Regions from separate parts of the Mus musculus genome. Here all the other regions are linked to region 2. The links are chromatin contacts, called in public promoter capture Hi-C maps. All regions are on one chromosome and are shown on one strand. Each heading gives the region's core, a stretch centred on a gene start, on an enhancer-like site or on the middle of the called end of the contact. The rest is flanking DNA. Distances are from core to core; before and after follow the strand shown. Region 1 holds the start of Pias3 (protein inhibitor of activated STAT 3). Region 2 holds the start of Mcl1 (myeloid cell leukemia sequence 1). Region 3 holds the start of Chd1l (chromodomain helicase DNA binding protein 1-like).

What was found. Promoter capture Hi-C pulls out the DNA fragments that hold promoters and counts their contacts.
Region 1: a contact with region 2 is called in a promoter capture Hi-C map of pre-B cells, with 2.4 times the contacts expected there. The contact joins the promoter of Pias3 here to the promoter of Mcl1 in region 2. A contact is called at or near these places in 2 of 39 promoter capture datasets (liver and pre-B cells) and 1 of 115 datasets of contacts at active chromatin or transcription factors (pancreatic cancer cells).
Region 3: a promoter capture Hi-C map of liver shows a contact between it and region 2, with 2.6 times the contacts expected there. The contact joins the promoter of Chd1l here to the promoter of Mcl1 in region 2. A contact is called at or near these places in 1 of 39 promoter capture datasets (liver) and 1 of 115 datasets of contacts at active chromatin or transcription factors (pancreatic cancer cells).

The regions. Positions count from the first base shown.
Region 1 is chr3:96,695,706-96,698,990 of GRCm38.p6, reverse strand. Pias3 (protein inhibitor of activated STAT 3) reads right to left here and starts at 1,915. Exons shown (of 14, transcript NM_001165949.1): 1 at 1,796-1,915. The coding sequence starts at 1,819.
Region 2 is chr3:95,657,392-95,660,755 of GRCm38.p6, reverse strand. Mcl1 (myeloid cell leukemia sequence 1) reads right to left here and starts at 2,035. Exons shown (of 3, transcript NM_008562.3): 1 at 1,269-2,035; 2 at 748-995; 3 at 1-49. The coding sequence starts at 1,899.
Region 3 is chr3:97,608,147-97,611,558 of GRCm38.p6, reverse strand. It overlaps Chd1l (chromodomain helicase DNA binding protein 1-like), which reads left to right and starts at 1,369. Exons shown (of 23, transcript NM_026539.2): 1 at 1,369-1,496. The coding sequence starts at 1,388. It also overlaps a transcript of Fmo5 not described here.

The sequences.
Region 1 (3,285 bases), core at 666-3,165, 1.0 Mb before region 2:
TTTAAGCCAGAGTTCAACACTCCATCATCATCATCATCACCACCATCATCATCATCATCCACACCTTTTCATTGCCTACATGCCCATACTCCTTTAGTCTTGTTTACTAGAAGATAGCTACCAAAATGTGTAGGGGAGAAGTCCCCAAGTCTCAGTAATTGGCCAGACTTACTCCATCTGTCAGTGATCGCTAATTTCTCTGCCAGTGAAATGAGCCAATTCAAGCCAAATTAGATTAGATTAAAGGTAAATTTGCCGGGCGTGGTGGCGCACGCCTTTAATCCCAGCACTCGGAAGGCAGAGGTAGGCGGATTTCTGGGTTCCAGGCTAGCCTGGTCTACAAAGTGAGTTCCAGGACAGCCAAGGCTACACAGAGAAACCCTGTCTCGAAAAAAACAAAAAAACAAAAAAAAACAAAAACAAAAAAAAAGTTAAGTTTATTAGGAAGCTGTCCTAAGGGAATCGCCATAGGGTGGAGGAAAGGGGGGGGGAACGCACAAAATGTCTGGATTATATAGGGAAGAACCTTGGGGGAAGGGCAGCCCAGCCCCTGGGCTGGAAAGTTTAGGGTTGAGGCCTTAGAATGCCAGGTAGGGACTGAGGGATGCTGGGAGAACCTGGAGGCCAGGGCTGCTTTGAGATGTAAAATATGCACCTCAGCCCCCTTGTCCTGGGGTCTGAAACCAAACAGTCCAGAACTACCATCTTCCTTCTTTCTCTCATACATGGTATATTCATAGATAGCCACCAGGGTGGGAACCAAGGCAAACTTCTCAACAGAGACCCCAAGAGAATGAGAATGGGGTCTGTGAACCAAAGCACAGAAGTCAGCTCTTAAACGTGGATGGCCCAATGGCTAGAACTCAGGCTTACTCGGGACAAGGATGGGGCGAAGCCAGAAGATGGGGGAATGAAGGTCTAAGGTTCTGTAGGATATCTTCTGGTGTGGTTCCTTGGAGACTGTGTTGTGGTGGGGCAAGATCTCTCTCCTTCTAGGGCTCCCTTCTGTGAATGTCTAGAAGACCTAGTCACGGGTGGACCATTAGCTCTCCCAAGTTCTTTTCCTCCTGGTCTCCTTTTCAGGAATGTGATGAAAACCTTGTCCTTCTCTCTACCTTTCCATCCTTGGCTCCTCCTACTTGTTTTTATTTCTCCACTGGCTCAATAACTTTTTTTCTATCCAGTGGTTCACACTTCTCTACCTCTCCAACCACAGGACCTCATTAGGACAGTTCCTTACTCTAAGCCTCCAGGATGCTCCTGCCTCATCTCTTAAGGTACGCTCCTGTACAGCCCCGCCCCCTTACGTCTCAGCCCCCCTATCGGTACTGCCCAAGGCTCGGATGCCCACAGCAGCCCCAAGCCTAAGCTTCAGGTCCCCGGGAGCTTGATAACATCTGGTCCTCGGGTCCCATCCCTACGGCTCCCCCTCACTGTCACACCTCTTGGCCTGATGGACTCACCCCTACGCCTCTAGAGGAGCTTTCCCTCGCCCGCCTGTACCCTGCAACTACCTACTACTAAAAGCGGCTACGGCCCCGCGTCCCCGCCCCTTGTGCCTCGGCCCTCCGGGGCGACAATTCCCCCCTCCGCCCCACCCCTGCATCTGCCCTGCGGCCCCGCCCCCGGGGCGCCACCGCAGCCCCTTTTCGCGGCCGCTGCCCGCGCATCCCTGTAGCCAGTCCCTGCCACGTCGCCCGCACCCACCCCATCCCGCTGCGCCCAGCCTGGTCGCCTCCCCGCCTCAGCGGGCAGCCGAGCGAGTCCTGCTGGGGCTGGGGGAGGGGGCCGGTACCTTTAACTCGCCCAGCTCCGCCATCTTGAGACATCGCAGGCGCCCCAGCCCGAGCCGGAGCTCAGGCCCAGGGACCGGCGCAAACTCTCCGCCCCAGCGCCGGCCGCAAAGGCCGCCTGCTCCGCCCCGTCCGGCCCCCTACACCTCCCCTTCCCGGCCCCGCCCGCCGGGCTCCGGACCGCCGCCGGCCTCGCCCCTTCTCCTGCAGCCGGATGGCCGGGGCAAGTCTCCCGGCGGCGGGAGACACGGTGGCCCCGCAGGGAGTGTGCAGCCCGGGGATCTCGGGGCCCTGCGGGTAACGACGAGAAGGCGGACCCGAAGGGATGGGCTTTTAGGCAGCCAAGGATACTTGAAAGATGGAGGGAAAGTATCCGGAACTGCCGGAGCTCCGAGGGATGGGGGAGGGGCGGCGAAGTTGGAGCCCCTGTCCCCCGGAGATCTCCGCCGCAAGTTTAGTTAGCGAAATCCCAGAGTCCCGCCAACTCTGAAAGTGATGCTCTCCTGTCCTTTTTGGGGGAAGTTGGGGACTTGCGAACTGTTGGAGACGGCTGTTCCGAATTCTTCACCTCCCCCGAACACAGCAATTACAAGCTTAGGTCCTGCTAGCGCCATACGACTCAAGGCTTGACAGGCAACAAAGTTGGGTGCGGAAAGCAGGACTTACCCGCAGAGTTGCGGGGGTGAGCCCCGGTGCAGAAAGGGCTCGCGCAGCTCCGGCAGTCTGCTGCACGGCTGGAGTTCAGTCGGGCAGCTGGACGCTGCAGCCGCAGCACCGCCCGGGCCTGAGCTCCGCCCGGCCAAGCGTTGCTGCTGGGGCCGCCCCCTCCAGGGTAAGCCCGCCAGGACCTCGGAGAGGGGAGAGGGGCGGAGCCCAGGAGCCGGGCGGGAGTTATTAACTCCTCTGAGCGCTGAGGAGAGAAGAGATTCTGGGCATTCAAAGTTTGAGTAGTCCTTTGATCCCTTGCGGGAGGGAGTGTAGAGCCTGGACTGGGCTGGACTGGGACTATGTGCATTGGGACTCTGGTTGTTTAGAAAGGTTATAGGATGAGATCTCCATCTATCTGGGGGAAAACCTGGGCTACAAATGGAAAATAAGCAGCCCAATCCCTACAGATAACCCTCTATCTCCCAACCTCCAAATATGCTTTCAGTAACTAGGGATCCCACAGTTGGTGAACACAAGGAGATACAGGTACAGAAGACACACTTCTGCCCCTCTTTAAAGTGCCTACTTCCTCCTCCAAAGCTTTGGACCCTCCAAAGGGCCCTGTTTCAACCAAGTTGGTCACTTAACCTGACGATTTGAGTAGTTCATTTCTTTGTTTGTTTGTTTGTTTGTTTGTTTTTCGAGACAGGGTTTCTCTGTGTAGCCCTGGCTGTCCTGGAACTCACTCTGTAGACCAGGCTGGTCTCGAACTCAGAAATCCACCTATCTCTGCCTCCCGAGTGCTGGGATTAAAGGCATGAGCCACCACTGCCTGGCTGAGTAG
Region 2 (3,364 bases), core at 786-3,285:
TGATGCCGCCTTCTAGGTCCTGTACGTGGAAGAACTCCACAAACCCATCCTAGAAAACAAAAAAGAAAAGCACATTTTCAAGTATGGGTTTCTGCTGTTGTAACACTACATACAGAGAAACGGTGAATTAAAATATCCCCCAAACAATGGTGAACCAATTACCTACTTCTGGGATGCAAGAGACACTTCTGGAGTTCTTTCCAGTGAGTAACCACACAACAGTTACCTTACAGCAGTTGTATTGCACCTCAATTATTTTTGCACAGACTGAGCAGGGCCCATAACCAACCACTCTTTGGATCCATCCCCATGTAGTATTTCTCCCATGGGTATTTCCTAATGAGAATGAGTGCACCTTACACCAGAGCTGGTGTATTTGGGTATTAACTTCTAAAATGCAGGCTCTACCCCTTATCCATTTGATTAAAATGAGGGGGATGTAATTTAGTCATCACAGGTGACTCTTACTTCTTCACGGTTTGAATCCACTGCTCTGAAGATTATCCAACTGAATTAGAAGTACAACCTACAGAATACAAGACCTTTTGGTACAATTCAAGACCGTCATAATGAGTTTTTCTCTGGACCTACCACCTACAACGACCAACATCATGCAACAAGAGATACATAAATTAAATCTGAAACCGGAGAGAAACTTTGTAAAAACCCTCTAGGTGCCTTCTCCTTCACAAAATCCTGCACCCCATTTCCACTCCACGGTCCCTTTATATCACAAGACGAACTTACCCAGCCTCTTTGTTTGACAAGCCAGTCCCGTTTCGTCCTTACAAGAACATCTGTGATAGTTTCTGCTAATGGTTCGATGAAGCTTTCTTGGTTTACGCTCTTTAAGTGTTTGGCCACAAAGGCACCGAAAGAAATAAGAGTCACAATCCTGCCCCAGTTTGTTACGCCATCTTTGAAAACATGGACCATTACTCGAGAAAAAGATTTAACATCGCCTTCGTTTTTAATGTCCAGTTTCCGGAGCATGCCTGAGAAGAAAAGCAAGAAACCTCATGGCCTCCTTTGTCTGCAGCGGGGCACTACCCTTCTGCCCACCCACGACGAGGGGACCGTGCTCTCCCGGCTCTAGAGCAGTCAGGCAGACCCCACGCCGACAGTGACATCCCACCCTTTCCGGTCTTTGAACCCAACAGCCAGATGGGCGGAAACAATGACTCACAGCCAGAAAATTCTGGTTGCAGAGCCAGGCTCCGGCTCTTCCCTCTTCCCGCACGGCCCGGCCCGGCCCGGGCGCCGCTTACCCTGGAAGGCCGTCTCGTGGTTGCGCTGCACGCCGTCGCCCACGCGCCGCAGGGTCTCCAGCGCTCTCCGGCCCGCCGCGCCCGCCTCGCCCAGAGGCTTCGAGTCCTTGGAGCCGGTCGCCTGCTCCCGCAAGTAGCGCGAGATGATCTCCAGCGACTGGCGGTATAGGTCGTCCTCTTCCTCCTCGGGCGGCGGCGGCGTGGAGGGCAGAGAGCCGTCGGCCCCGGAGCTCTTGGCCGCCTCGCTCACGCGCTCCAGGAGGGGCAGCACGGCCGGGCGCTTGCCGATGGCCTCCGGCTCGCAGCCGTCCAGTTCCTCCTCCGGAGACACGATGGCGGCGGCGGCCGACGCGGCCATCTCCTCGGGCGGCACGGCGAGGAGGCCGGGCGACTTATGCAGCCGCCTTTCGGCCGACGCGGTGACGTCGGGGTCCTCGGCGCCCACGGGCGGCGGCCGGGCGACCACCCGCGCGCCGGGCAGCAGGGCGGCCTCCCCTCCCCCCTCGCGCCGCGCCTTGGCCTCCTCGGCCACCAGGCGCGCCCCTGCCGGAGAACCGCCGCCCGCGCCGAGGCTGGCGCCGCCGCAGTACAGGTTCAAGCCGATGACCGCGTTTCTCCGCAGGCCAAACATGGTCGGACGCCGCAGGCTGAGGGGAAGGAGCGGGGAAGGCCGCGACTCCAGACCGGAGGCAGGCGGAAGTCAGGAGTGAGGAAGGCCGTTCCCTGCCGCCGCCTTAGGGCCGTGCTGACGCAGGCGAGGACTTCCCGTAAAAGGGGAAAGGGGCGGGCGTTTCCGGAGGGCTGGCCCGGCCACTCCGCGCCTCTTCCGGCCGGAGCGCTCTCGCGGCTTCCGCGGCTACGGTTGGCGGAGCGCGGTACCTGGCCTTGGCTCGCGGACGGATTGTGCTTTTTTGTCCGGTACAACTCTCAGCCCGGCTGGCCAAGTGCTTGGCTTCCCGGGGAATGGTTCCTGCTCGGGAACGCCTGCTGATCTGTGTCGGTTTTTGAATTTCAAGCTGCCCTGGAACTCTGCATAGCCCAGGCTGGTCCTAACGTTAGGCAGTCCTGCCTTAGCCTTTCTCGTTGCACTACCTGCTGTGTTTTTATAACATACCAGTCTTAAACACTTTTTTGTTTGTGTGTATTTGTGGTTGTGTGCCTGCCTCCAGGTGGGTGCTGGGAGTTAAACCCTGGAAGAGCAAACCAGGGAGGGCATCTCCAGTCTCATACACAAAGGAATATTAACCATTGATTTGCTTAAAAGTTAGGGGGAGTCCTGCTCTGTCATTTTTCTACTGTGAGCCCTCACTCCCTGTGTTCCAAAATGACTTTCCGTTCCGGTTTTTTTTGTTTTTTGTTTTTTGTTTTTGTTTTTTTGTTTTTCGAGACAGGGTTTCTCTGTGTAGCCCTGGCTGCACTGGAACTCACTCTGTAGATCAGGCTGGCCTCAAACTCAGAAATCCTCCTGCCTCTGCCTCCCGAGTGCTGGAATTAAAGGCGTGCCCCACACTGCCTGGCCAAAATGACTTTTCATGGACAGCTATTAAGGGGTTATTTATGTGGAGCCTGTGAAAGATTCAACTGGTGAAAGGCTCCTGAAACCCAGCCCTAAAGACCTGAGTTCAATACACAGAACCCACCTAACAATGAAGGAGTGAGACCACTTTCCAGAGTTGACCTCTGGCTGCCAGAAGAGCCTAGCTCCCTACCCTATCCCCAAACAGTAAAAGTCTAAAATATGAGCCATTTATGGTGGCTAGGCCTATAGCTCAATTGGCAGAAGAGCTTGCCCAGGCCTGGGGAGGCAGAGGCAAGAGACTCAATTTAAAACTCATTTTTGGCTACATGATGAGCCTGCTGTCTAAAATGAACAAAGGATGGTTACGGGAGTAACTCAGTTGGTAGAGAATTTGCCTACCCTTGTAGAAGTCCTGGGTTGATCCCCAGCACCATATAAAACGGTGAAGATCTTTGGTGGACTGGTTAGACTTAATATCAACTTGACACAAGCTGGAATTCCATGGACTGGCGGTCCTGGGTTCTGTAAGAAAACAGGCTGAGCAAGCCATGGGAAACAAGCCAGTTAGCAGCTCCTG
Region 3 (3,412 bases), core at 120-2,619, 2.0 Mb before region 2:
CCCCCCCCAATCAAATGGAAAAACGACTAGTGAAAAAAGGACTGTATTCAATACAGCTCTATTGGAAAACGGGGGCAAGTTTGTTCAGTTCCACTGGTAAGGGACAGATAACACACTATGTTCTTGTAAGAGCCCACTAGTAGTTCATATTATAAACAAGAAACTTCAAGTACCCACTGAGAACTGTTTTTTTTTTTTTTTTTTTGAGTTAATCTTTAACCTCAACGTAATTGATCACAGAGGGGTGCGATGACCTTGGTGTATCTGACACCTCCACTCTTGATCTGGTTGTACCTCAGGTCTGGTTCTGTGTGTTCCTGGAGAAGTCTGTATAACGGGATAATTGATCACAGAGGGGTGCGATGACCTTGGTGTATCTGACATCTCCCCTCTTGATCTGGTTGTACCTCAGTTCTGGTTCTGTGTGTTCCTGGAGAAGTCTGTATAACGGGATGGGTAAAGTCCCTTAGTCATTAGAGGACTACTTCTGCATAGTGGGGCCAGCCTTGGTCCTTCTTAGGACAACGTGGCCATTAGTTATTTGTTATTTGTTTTTGTTTTTATCACACATAGATGTTCTGTTTGAATGGCTACTCTTGGAATCTTGAGGGGATGGGGGGGGGGGAAGTTCTCTCGCACTTTATTTTTAAGAAAAGGTTTACTGCACCTTAGGCTGGTTTCAAACTTGTGTAGCTGAGGCTGACCGTGAGCTCCGGTCCTCCTGCCGACAGCTCCCTAGGGCTAGGATTACAGGTGCTCACCCTCATGCCCCACCCGAGGGCTTGGTACATTCGAGGCAAGCATTCTGCTAACTGAGCTTTGATCTTTATTATTTATTGACACCTTCCTGCTTTGCAGCCCAGGCTAGACTGAACTCACAAATTCTCCTGCCTCAGCCTCCCCAATGCTGAGATTACAGGAATGTACCACCAGGGTCTTTTCTTTGAATGTATCTTGTCACTACACATTTTAAGAGATAAAGTTAATCTTATTTTGGTGTTTTTAGTCATACATGAAGAAAAAGGTTAGATAATATAAGACGTATCTACCTTGTAGTACTAGTTTTTAGGCATGTGCATCGTAACTGAAAACATGGAAAGCTGCTCAGGAATCGGACCCAAAGTTTAAAGAAGACAGATAAGAAATTAAGGGGGGGTGGGGAGCTTGCCAAGTTTTGAGCTTGCTGTTAGCTACCCAAGCAACCCAAGTTAGGAGTCAGAGCTTTTAGCAAAGGCAGCCTCTAGGTCCTAGTCGCAGACGCACACTTAGACCAGAGTCTTCCGCACCTGCGTGCTAAGGAAGCGTGGGAAGGCGCGCGAGCTGCGCCCTCTGGCGGCGGTGCGTTGTACTCCGCACGCGCGGGAGCGAAGGCGCGGGGCCTCTCGGGATGGCGAGCGGCTTGCCGCGCTTCCTGCAGGCGCTGCCGGCCGAACACGGGCCGGAGCCGCTTCGGACGCGGGTGCAGGAACCGGACTTACAGCAGTGGGGCTTGACTGGTGAGCGGGCCGGGGACGCCCGGGGGCGGGCGGGAGCCGGGAAGGCGCGCGGCAGCGCTGGCCTACGCGGGGACAGCGGGGGAGCCAGCAGCTTCCCGGCCGCTCTCGCTCCTCCCAGTCTGCGTTTCCCTGCCGACTGGGCATGCGCACTCACTTGTTGCGGCTCCCTAATGAACTCTCAAAGTTGCGCTGCCCAGCAAAGTTTGTCCTGTCCTGTGCCTCTTGTGCTTTCGTATTAAGCCCACTTGCCATTACGAGTCCCAAGTGAGGGGATCCCACATGTGTGGACCCCAGGTGTGTAGGCTCCAGATGTGTAGACCTCAGTTTGTAGGTTCCAGATTTAGAGACCGCCGGCCTGCAGACCCCAGTGGACCTGGAGCATCCTCATCCTGCGGCGTTCTCTCTATTCCACATCCCAAGACTCCTTTCCTTATGTGTCTGCTGGGAATGTAGTGCTGGTGTAACGGAAAGTCATAATGACTCACCAGTTGTCACCTCGTGGTCGTTATTTGTTGCTGTCGAGAGAGTACTGTGGGGTATGGGGAGCAGATAAACAAAATAAATAGCGGCCCTAGGACCCAGTTTCTTTACTAGCGGATACGTGCTTTTGAAAGCATAAGGAAGCGCTTGACTTACACGTGCCAAGTACCACCAAAAGGTGAGGGTTTGGAAAGGCAACAAAATGTGCCTTTCTGCCAGGCGGTGGCGCACCCTTTAACCCAGCGCTTGGAAGGCAGTGGCAGGTGGATCTCTGAGTTCAAGGTCAGCCTGCTCTACACAGCTAGTTCCATGATAGCCAGGGCTATGTAATAGAGAGACTCGTTCTTTAAAAAAAAAAAAAAAGTTCCGTTAGCTTAGAGGAGGGGCAGATGACGATGAGGGCGAAGTGAAAGACAAGCAGTTCATATTAATATTTTCCATTTATATTCAACTTTAAAATTTTTATTTTTGAGATTATAGTTACACCTCCTCTTTACTTCTTTACACTCTCATAAACCCTCCCATTCTCTCCTTCAAATCCATGTTCCCTCCCCCCACTTAATCGTTATCCTATGCTTATACCTATGTACATAAATACTCCTAGATATACTAGTTCAGTGTGTTTAGTGTCACTTGTATGTACGTTTCAGGGCTGACTGGTTGGCACTGGACAGCCAGTTGGTGTGCTCCTCCCTAGAGAAGACCCCTTTTATTGCTCTTAGCTTTTCTTAGTTGCCTGTAGTTCTTTGTGTAGGATTGAGGCCTCAATGGCTCCTCTCTGTTCATTTTGGCATGCTCACTGGTACTATCTGCATGTGTGGGCAGTCATGTTGGTGACAGTGTAAACAAAGCGTCTGGTGTTACTTGGAGACACAATTTGACAACAAAGTTTTTGACCTTGCTTTCTGTCCCCTCTTCCACAATACCTTAGGTGTGGATCTATCCATTGGGACTGAGTTCTACACTCTGCATTCTAATTGGTTGTGGTCCTCTCTATTGCTCTCCATCTCTGTCAAAGGAAAGTTTCCTTGATGAGGGGAGAGGACTGCGCTTATTTGTGGGTATAAGGACAAGTGTTAGTAGAAGGCAGCATTACAGCTCAGGGTTCTCTGATTCCTGTTTCTCAAGTCCTTCCACCTCTGGGCATGCACCCTAGGTCAATAGAAATGGACTGTCTATTTTGGGGATCTCCTGGACAGCCCCGACAGCACAGTTCAGTTGCCCTTTCTGTTTACTAGAATAAATGCAGTATTCAGAGATGGCAATCCATTGAAAACCTTCTGGCCTTTCTTCCCTGTATGTGCTCATGAAATAATTTATGCCTACAGAAAAAGAAATTTTAGTTTACAATCCTAACAACTCAAAAGAGGGCTTCTCATGTCTTCTATTTGGGTTTTTATTGGGTGGTCTTTGGCTCTGGGAGGGAGCATTGTCAG